2 separate regions of the Mus musculus genome follow, and region 1 is linked to region 2. Evidence: chromatin contacts called from public HiChIP or PLAC-seq data. All regions are on one chromosome and are shown on one strand. Each heading gives the region's core, a stretch centred on a gene start, on an enhancer-like site or on the middle of the called end of the contact. The rest is flanking DNA. Distances are from core to core; before and after follow the strand shown.

The links. HiChIP or PLAC-seq counts read pairs in DNA pulled down with a chosen protein or histone mark.
Region 1: an H3K27ac HiChIP or PLAC-seq map of large pre-B cells shows a contact between it and region 2, with 5 times the contacts expected there. The contact joins the promoter of Disp2 here to the enhancer-like site in region 2. A contact is called at or near these places in 3 of 39 promoter capture datasets (the HPC-7 cell line, hippocampal neurons and pre-B cells), 1 of 15 datasets of contacts at CTCF or cohesin (large pre-B cells), 2 of 115 datasets of contacts at active chromatin or transcription factors (embryonic stem cells and large pre-B cells) and 1 of 9 other capture datasets (embryonic stem cells).

What each region holds. Positions count from the first base shown.
Region 1 is chr2:118,777,827-118,782,587 of GRCm38.p6, reverse strand. It overlaps Disp2 (dispatched RND tramsporter family member 2), which reads right to left and starts at 2,869. Exons shown (of 8, transcript NM_170593.3): 1 at 2,644-2,869. Phgr1 (proline/histidine/glycine-rich 1) reads right to left here. Exons shown (of 4, transcript NM_001145644.2): 4 at 4,423-4,761. The coding sequence ends at 4,553.
Region 2 is chr2:118,262,559-118,267,003 of GRCm38.p6, reverse strand. No RefSeq gene overlaps it. Among named protein-coding and RNA genes, the nearest start is that of Fsip1, 7.8 kb to the right of the region's middle. Within about 2 kb of position 3,048, at least 56 of the 459 cell types and tissues checked have an H3K27ac peak or open chromatin away from gene starts, as enhancers often do. A contact at or near this core is called in pre-B cells, where this site is marked.

The DNA of each region.
Region 1 (4,761 bases), core at 1,620-4,119, 520 kb before region 2:
CAACTGATCTTAAGCTTATCTGTCTTCACGCTGCAGGATGTTACGCCACTGTAGAAAATCTGTGCCTGACTGTGGTAGGGTTGAACCTTTGTCTCAGTCTTCCCAAGGAAATGAGCCAGCTCTCTAATTAGGATGAGTAACTTCCTGGGCTGCCTGTCTGCACCGGCCAAATAGGGGGTGGAGGGTAGTGGGGAGTGGGGTAGAAAGTGATGAATCTGGCCCCAGGCACATAGCCCCAATGCAGGCGCTCCAGAAGGGACAACTCTGTATGAAATAATCTTTCCCTGAACTCAGAGACTCATCTGGATGTCACTGTGGTCCCACAGAGTGACCAGGACAGATGAGGGGAGCTGTTCATACTATTAAGAAAGGCAATGGTCATTTTAAAAGTACAAATAATTAACTATTCAAACATCTCTGAAGCCAATGACTTTATAAATTACTGTAGAACTGAAAGTTGTGCCTGGAGATAGAGTACTTGGAGGCCAGCCTAGGCAAACAAGATCTCTGTCTCTGTCTCTGTCTCTCTGTCTCTCTTTCTATCCACCCCTTTTGCTTTTGATATATAGCCCAGGTTGGCCTCAAAGTCATGGCACTCCCCTCCTTAGCCTCCCAAACTGAGATTGCATATCGGGATGGCCTTGAACTCTATGCTTCTGCTTCCCAAGTGAGTTCTGGGGTTAATTTGCTACCACGCTTGAATTTTTTTTTTTTTAAAGACAGATACTCTCTCTGTAGGCTAGGTGAAGATGCAGAGGCGGGGCCAAAAGGAAGGGTCTTGGGAGGCCAAGGAAAGGGAGAAAGCAAGGTCTATGTAGTTTAGAGTAGCGTTGAACTTGTGATCTTCCTGTTCAGCCACCTGAGGGCTGGCATCACAATTGCATGTTACCTTGAGGGTGGAAATGAGGATGTAATGTTCTTTGTACACATAAGGCTCAAGTTTCATCTCTAGAACTGGGAGGAAAGGACTGCAGTGTGTGTGTGTGTGTGTGTGTGTGTGGTGTGTGTGTGTGTGTGTTTGTGTGTATGTGTGTGTCTGTGTGATGTGAGTTTGTTGTGTAGTGTGTTTGTGTGTGTCTGTGTGATAATTTTGTGGTGTAGTGTGTCTGTGTGTGTCTATCTCTGTGTGTGTGTGATGTGTATAGTATGTACTTTTTATGGTATAACTATCCCCAGGGTGGTGCTTGATTCAACAGGAGCATATTTGTGTTTCTTCTCTTGAGTTGAACAAAATTGTTATGCCTGTGTAGTATCCACGGTCTCTGGGGAACTTCAGAGATCAGCAGGGGTTCCAGAGGACTGCTGGAAGAGAACAAGTAGTTCCCATGCCTGGGAGAAATGAAGAGACCAGACAGGACTGTTCCTTGGCAAGATGTGCCAGACAGCCAATGATGCTGTAGCCCCTTGTACAGATGCTCCTGGTCCTGGGCCCTGCCCTGATTTGTCACTGTTCCCTCCCTCCCTCCTCTCCCCCCCCTTTTTTCTGCAGTGCTTGGGGATGGAGCCTAAGGCTTTGCCAATGCTAGAAAAAAATGCTTTATCACTGAGCTGCAACCCCTACCCCCAGCCCCAGTCCCACCTTCTTTTGGTCAGGTTGTGGCTCCAAGCAGAGTCCCTGGCCTGTGCTCTGGTCTGGAGAATATACCCATACTGTGATTTGCCCTCTTGAATAAGATTTTATCTCTCTCAGGGTAATAATTTAATAAAAGAGGGAGAAAACATTTGCTTCCACCTGTGGGGCTTTCTCCTGCTTCTGAGAAACAGAATGTACAATTTAAATCCGATAATCTGAGATAAGGTGTCTGCAACTGCCTTTTGCCTCTTAAAAATGCCTTTTATTTCAGTCCAGGCAGGAAAGAGATGAAGTGTCATGTCTGAAGAGAGATTCTGGGGGCGGCAGAGTCAGGCAGGACACACAAATGGCGCCATATTGCTACCTGGCCAGACTGTTCCACCACACGTCTGATGAAGTCAGAAAAATGAAGGGTACCCAGTTCTGGGAATGGGCGCTCAGTGGGAAGGTGGTTTTTTTTTTTCTCTTCCACCCCCCCCCCCAGGCTCCTTCAGCGGTCATGGCTTCAGTCTAGTTTTTGCCATACACGGAGGCTAAAGCCAGTGTGTACACAAGCAGGAGGCCATGCAGGGAAAACAAACAACGATTTGCTGGGCAGCAGAGCAACCGATGGCAGTGGGCAGACAAGGAACTGATGGTGATGGACAGACAGTCAGCCCGTGGTGTAGATCCCAAATGTCGCCTTCTCTCCCTAGGATACCTGCTTTGGCCAGCCTTTTTTCCCCCCGTTGTACATGCACACCCCTTTGCTCACTGACATGCAGACCGACATAGCTGCGGTCCTGAGGCCTTTTGCAAAGACGCAGAGGCAAGGCCTCAGGGAGTTGGGGAAGCTCTAGAAGCTAAGGAAATGGACATCTGCGGCCTTAGGGGAAAGGAGAGAACAGTGGGTGGGGCAGGTCCCCCAGGAGGTGAAAGCAACGAGAACTGGTATTATCAAGTGTCGATGAGAGAGGATGAACTAGCCAGGCAAAATGAAGGTGTACAATCATACTCGCCTCGGGAAAAGGCTTTCAGAAGAGAGCTGGGGAATGGATGAGGTGATATGTGGCGGCGGCTATTTAGGATACCTGATGCAGGCTTACTGAGAAGATCTTCCAGCAGGATCTACGGAGGGGTTCTTCCTACTTGTTCCGGCAGCTGCCTTCTGGGGCTAATGTATTCCCCTCAGGCCGCTGCTTGCGGTTCAGAAACTGGCAAAGAGAAGATCGCTGCAGCAGCTGGGGCTGCTACCACCGTCCATGCCCGTGGGCGGCGCCGCTGTCCGGGCTCTGGTGCTGAAGCAGCGGCAGCGGTGGGATCTTGCGCATGCGTCAGCTCCAGAGGCCAGTCGCTGGGCGGGGCCGAAGAGAAATCCGCCAATGGACAGAGGGCAGGAAGGATGGAGGGGAGACAGGGACACGAGCTGCGGCAGAGCCGCAGCATGGGGGGCTGGGGGTTCGTTGTCACGAAGGTTGTAGGCTGCAGTACAGGCCTCTCTACCCTGACCAGCTCTCATCATTGTCCTTAGTAATATGGCCAGACCGTCCCTCCTGGACGCCTTGTACTTTTTACAAGAAACTAAAAAGGAACAACCCGGGTAAAATCCTCCCAACTTGAACCCCAGGCATCCACACTTTGTAACGCAGGGAAGCAGAGAGGTTGGGTCTCATAAATACCCTTATTTCTCTAGGCTTCTCTCAGTGTTCTGTCCTCCCGAGGGAGAGATGGGTATCTGCTCGAGTTGGGTCACTCCTCCCATTTTGGACCTGGCTCTGAGCCTGCGGCCTCTTCCTACATTAAAGCCTCTTCTCGAATCTTTTAAGTGCGCAACAAGGGATAGGGGGAGTGAGAGGAGGAGGGATGCCCAGCCCCTTTCATGCAGTTACCACCACTCTCCACCTACAGAGAGACCTGATAGCCACCCACTTCGGAGCACTTGCCAGCCCCGACGAGGGACTAGCTGTGAAGGAATTGAGGTGTTGGTCGGAAGGGCAGGCCTGGCTAGAGAACTGTAGTTGAATTATAGTGAATACCAGAAGTAGGAGAAGCCTCAGTGTAGAGGAGTCCTTGGTAGATTTGGTTAGGCAAAAGAAAAAACAAAAAACAAAAAACAAAAAACAAAAAAACAAAAACAAAACAAAAACAAAAAAAAAAAAAAACAAAAAAACTTCACAACAAGCAGGCTGTTTTGGGCCTGGCTGTGCTGTGCATGGAGGTGACAAGCTAGAAGCAATGGGCTGAGGAGAGTCAGACTCAAGAGATTTGGCTTAAAGATATCCCTTAATTGTGTCCAAGTGCTGGTCTAGGCAGGCACGGGTTCTAGAGCCCGGGCTGAGTGGATCTGGAGGTTTAGAAGTAAGTGCCTTGAGTGACTTACAGTTGGCTGCAGAGATAAAGGCAGCCTTAAATCAGTGCCAGGAGGCCAGGGTGTGGCTAGACCTAGGAGATGGTTGATAGCACCTCTGATCTACAATTTGTGGCAGAGAAAGGGCAGGGTACAAAGAGAGACATTTCTTTCGAATAGCTTTAAAGCAAGCTTCCTGGAGACAGTGGAGCTGCGGCTGGCTGGGGAGGTTTTGGAAATGTGAAGGCATGAAAGACAGGCAGAGCATGCTTCACCTGGAGTGGGATTTAGGAGACTGTAACAAAAGAAGGTTGGGAGTTCAGTATGTTTTCAGGAAATGGTGAGAATGTACTCAGAGCTGTGGAAGCCCCCATCAGATCAGTGATCTTCAGCAGCGATATGTTGTGGGTACCACTCAGTCAAGTTTCTGAGAATGCCAAGACGGATATCTGGCCTTCATAGTAATGAAATTTAGATAGAACTGGGCTCTGAGGACCAGTCGGATATGAAGAAAGACAGTCTCTAACAACAACAAATATGGCCTCCAAGAGGCTATTTATTTGCAAGGGAAAATTCTAGTTTAGACCCGGTGCCAGGTCAGCTGGGGATTCCATGCAGACTCCTCATCTTGTGTCTTCATTTCTTCTGATTTCTCAGTGATGTGGACCAGGGTGAGGGCCACAGTGCCCTGGGCCATGGCCATGGGATGGGCCACCATGCCCTGGAGGGTGATGTCCTCCAGGACAGTGCCCTGGGCCATGGCCATGGGATGGGCCACCATGTCCTGGAGGGTGATGTCCTCCAGGACAGTGCCCTGGGCCATGGCCATGGGATGGGCCACCATGTCCTGGAGGGTGATGTC
Region 2 (4,445 bases), core at 1,799-4,298:
TCTCAGGGAAATGAAGAACAAACAGACACACAGACAAACTGGGTTTGATTGGATTGGGATCTCTGCTGAAGAAACCCAGAAGCCCAGAAGCTCAGCATGTTTATTATAAACTGTTGAACAGGGAGGCGGGGTTACTGCATGCAGATAATCCAGGAGGCAGGTCTCACTAACCTCAGTAGGAGCAGTCTCTGTAGAGAGAGGAGCAGTCTTCAGGCTGGGAACATCCAGCAGGGAGAAAACCATGGTGGGCATTTTCCAATCAGAGAACAGAGGAAAGCCTGGCTATTCCTCTGGTTCCCATTCTGAGGGCAGGAGGAACTTTGCTGATTTCATGGGTTGGAGGCTTTGGGGTCCTTGATACTACTGTGCCCGTGTCAAACAATACACATTCACCCAGGACTTCCCACACTCAAGGCTCCCTCTGCTCTCCACGAATGCTTCCCGTATTGTATTAGCGGAACAGATTGTGAAGGTTAAGAGCCTAGCCTCTGGCCATGCAGCTCTTGGCAAAGAAAGACCCAGCATCCAATGATGTGAGATGTATAAAGTGGTTTTGTGTGTTTGTAGGTTGAGTCCTGGGAAGATAAAACATCAATTAGAATAGCAATTCTGGTTTTTCTATTATAATAAAAATGAAGAGAAAACAAAACAGACTCCATTAAATAAGGAGTTGTGCTCAGCATTGATGAAGACACTGCTCCCAGTCTACCTCACATAATGTAAGCTCTGAAAGAAACATTGTTTTGAATTTAGACTATAAAAAAGACCCTCAAGAGAAAATGCAAAATGCAAGCTCTTTATTAATGCCAGGATGGGGCAGCCTGACCTTGACTGATGAATGGGTCTCTGTGGCTACCCACTTATTATTTATTTCTGAAATGTTACTGCAAAACGATTTCTATGCATTGCTGCTTAAGACCTTTAGTGTTGGTTTTTGTCTGCATTCACTGTGTTATGTTAACTGTTTTCACTTCCTTAACTTTATAGTGAAATAAATACAGAAATTTATGGTAAAGCTTTCTGTAACTTACACTGTCACTTCATTTCAACATGATTAGTAGTTGATCTTCCTTGCCAACTTCACAGGGTTTAGAATCAATCATGCAGGAGAGAGACCCTCTTGAGGTGTCCATAACATTTCCAGAGAGGTTTAACTCAAAGGGGGAAGCTATACTTTGGATACAGGGAACAACATCCCAAGGGCTGAGGCCCAGAATGAACAAAAGGGAGAAGGCCTATTGGAGCACCAGCGTTCATTTCCCCCAGCTACACCCTGACAGGAGTAACCAGCTACTCCACACTCCTGCTGCCTGCTCCTGCAGCTTCACCACAAGGATAGACTGTATCCCTTCAAACCGTGAGCCCGAATCAACCCTTCTTTCCTTAGGTTGCTTTTGTCGAGTATTTTGTCCTGACTTTGGAGCCAGCAGCATAATGAGAAGGTTAAGTAGATGTTACTTGAGGGGACTTCCTTAGGGAAAAGAAACACTTGTCCCTTTCTCTGAAGGAGGACTTGGCAAGCTGCACTCTTTTTTTTTTCTTTCCATTTTTTATTAGGTATTTAGCTCATTTACATTTCCAATGCTATACCAAAAGTCCCCCATACCCACCCACCCCCACTCCCCTACCCGCCCACTCCCCCTTTTTGGCCCTGGCGTTCCATCCAAACGCTGACACCATTGCATACACTAGCAAGATTTTATCGAAAGGACCCAGATGTAGCTGTCTCTTGTGAGACTATGCCGGGGCCTAGCAAACACAGAAGTGGATGCCCACAGTCAGCTAATGGATGGATCACAGGGCTCCCAATGGAGGAGCTAGAGAAAGTACCCAAGGAGCTAAAGGGATCTGCAACCCTATAGGTGGATCAACATTATGAACTAACCAGTACCCCGGAGCTCTTGACTCTAGCTGCATATGTATCAAAAGATGGCCTAGTCGGCCATCACTGGAAAGAGAGGCCCATTGGACACACAAACTTTATATGCCCCAGGGCAAGCTGCACTCTTAAGGGCAGAATTAAAAAGATCCCCACCCCCATCCCCAAGTCACAGCAAGAATCAGAACATAGCCTCGTCTTCATTGGTTTGCTGGATTTCAAAACAAATCTTAGAGGCTGGAGAGCTGGCTTGGTGGTTAGGAGTGCTCTTACATTAGTGCTCTTACAGAGGACCAGAGTGCACTTCCCAGCCCCCATATTAGTCCACTGCCAACTGCAATTCTAGTTCTAAGGGTACCAGATACCCTCTTCTGTCCTTTATAGACACTCACATGTGCTTAGGTGCACACTCATTCACACACACACACACACACACACACACACACACACAGACTCGCTCTCTCACACATACAAATACATTAACAAAAATAAAAGTCCTTAAAAACAAATCTCTGCAGCTTGCTCTACTAATCTTTGTGTTTTGTGTGTGTGTGTGTGTACATGTGTGTTGGGGGGATAAGCACATGTGTGTGTGCATGTGTGTCGGGGGGATAAGCACATGTGTGTGTGCATGTGTGTGTGGACATGTGTGTCGGGGGGATAAGCACATGTGTGTGTGCATGTATGTGCATATGTGTGTGTGTGGACATGTGTGTTGGGGGATAAGCACATGTGTGTGCAGTGTACAAGTTGATTATCATCATCTCCACCGTCTGGCAAGCTCCACTTGACATTCCCAGACAATAAGTGAAAGTCACATGACAATGTTCCTACTAACTCCTTTCACTTTAAAAAAAATCTGAAGGCATCATTATGATTTGGGGACAATAAACATCAAAAAGTATCAAGGCTTTAAAAGAAAATCCTGATTTTTTTTTTTTAAAGAAATAAAAGTATCCATGGACCAGGACCTGACTCCATTCCACAGAGGCACAATGGAGCAGAGTGGGAGGGGCCAAAGATTTCCTATTTTCTACTTTTGTTTTTACATAAGGAAGCACCTGCTGCCACTCTTCAGAGCCCTGGTGGGAGCCATCTCCCAGAGAGCTCCTGGGAGCAGCAGCGGGCCCCACCGCCCAGCCTCTGAAACAGGAACTCCTACAGGTTCCCCAGTAGGCTCAGGGTCCAATTGTTTCAGAATCACTGCCTGCTATACTGGCTAAAACTCAGGCTCCTGTACTCCTGGACCTGCAGAATCAGTGGAGAGGGACTAACAACAGCACCCCCAAGTGATCATTTCTAGTTCATTTCTACTTGCTAAAGCTGATACCATAAAAAGATACTCTATCAAAAGGCATCTTATTTGGAATAAAAATGAGACTACTTGTTACCTGGGCTTCACTGTTTCGACATGATTTACTCCCCTGCTCACCCTTGCTCATGTGGACCACGCTGTGGATACACTGGACTAAAAGGTGCTGGAAGTTGTATAACAAAAGAGGAAGTAGAAGAAAACACACAGTTTGCACATCTGCTGTTTTTTATATAAGTGTGAGAATTTCCTGTTTTTCTGAAATCATCAAATGGTTGCTATTGGCTATTTATAATATTTGCTACTATTTTCAGACCTAATTTTCACTTCTCCCACTTGAATGGCTATTTAAAGACACACCCACGCTCAGTTCAAGGGCCCTGAGATTTCAGTCCAGTGGTCTCTTAAATCACACCTTAACATCCTAGGAAAGCAAGAACTTTTGAAGGTGGGGGTTAGTCATTTCCACAGATAACCAGCACCATCTAGTGGACGCAAATAACCCTTTGTCAAAGTCGGGCCCTGGAAGAGGCCGAGAAAGTGGGTTGTTGGTGGAATCTCAGGGCAGATTCGCTCTGCAGTGACTGGGGATGGGGAGCGGACACTAATCTTTTGCTGCTCACCTTCCCAAATATAAATCTGCACAATCATTATGCCAACCAGGGGGGTGTGGGGAAATAAATGGGAAATGAAGAATCCGAGCCATGTCTTGAGCATCCTGTAAATGTCATTTTTTTTTTCCAGTGATGTAAGGCACAGAATCCGGGGAGCTGGGGCCCCATCGTGGCGCACACTATTAACAACCCTTAGGAAGAAAAGGCTTTTGAGCTTGGTCTGTGATAACTATGCTCTCCCATCTCAACGTTACAGTTGGCATGAGCTTATGGTGCGAAGAGGGAAGCCGGGGCACTGCATCTGGCAGTTGGAGCCCAGATGGAATGCAATGTGGGCTTTTTCTCAGTCCTTCAAATCTGACTCCACTCAGAAGGCGGGTGTCAAGAGCAGGAGAGACAGGAAACAAAAACAAAATCTAACTCCCAAATCAACACTGCCATATGTGCCCACCCTGGAATAAGACCAGGGGAAGTTAGCTTAAAATACATTCATTCTACAAAAACTACTCATGAATTCCTCGAGAAGGAGTAACACTCTTCAGAGAGTACCCACAGAAGAACACAGAACTGTAGAAAACACAGCTTAGGAAAAGATGGCACGTTCTGTCATATTTGAATGGTAACTGTTTTGAGAGTGTTG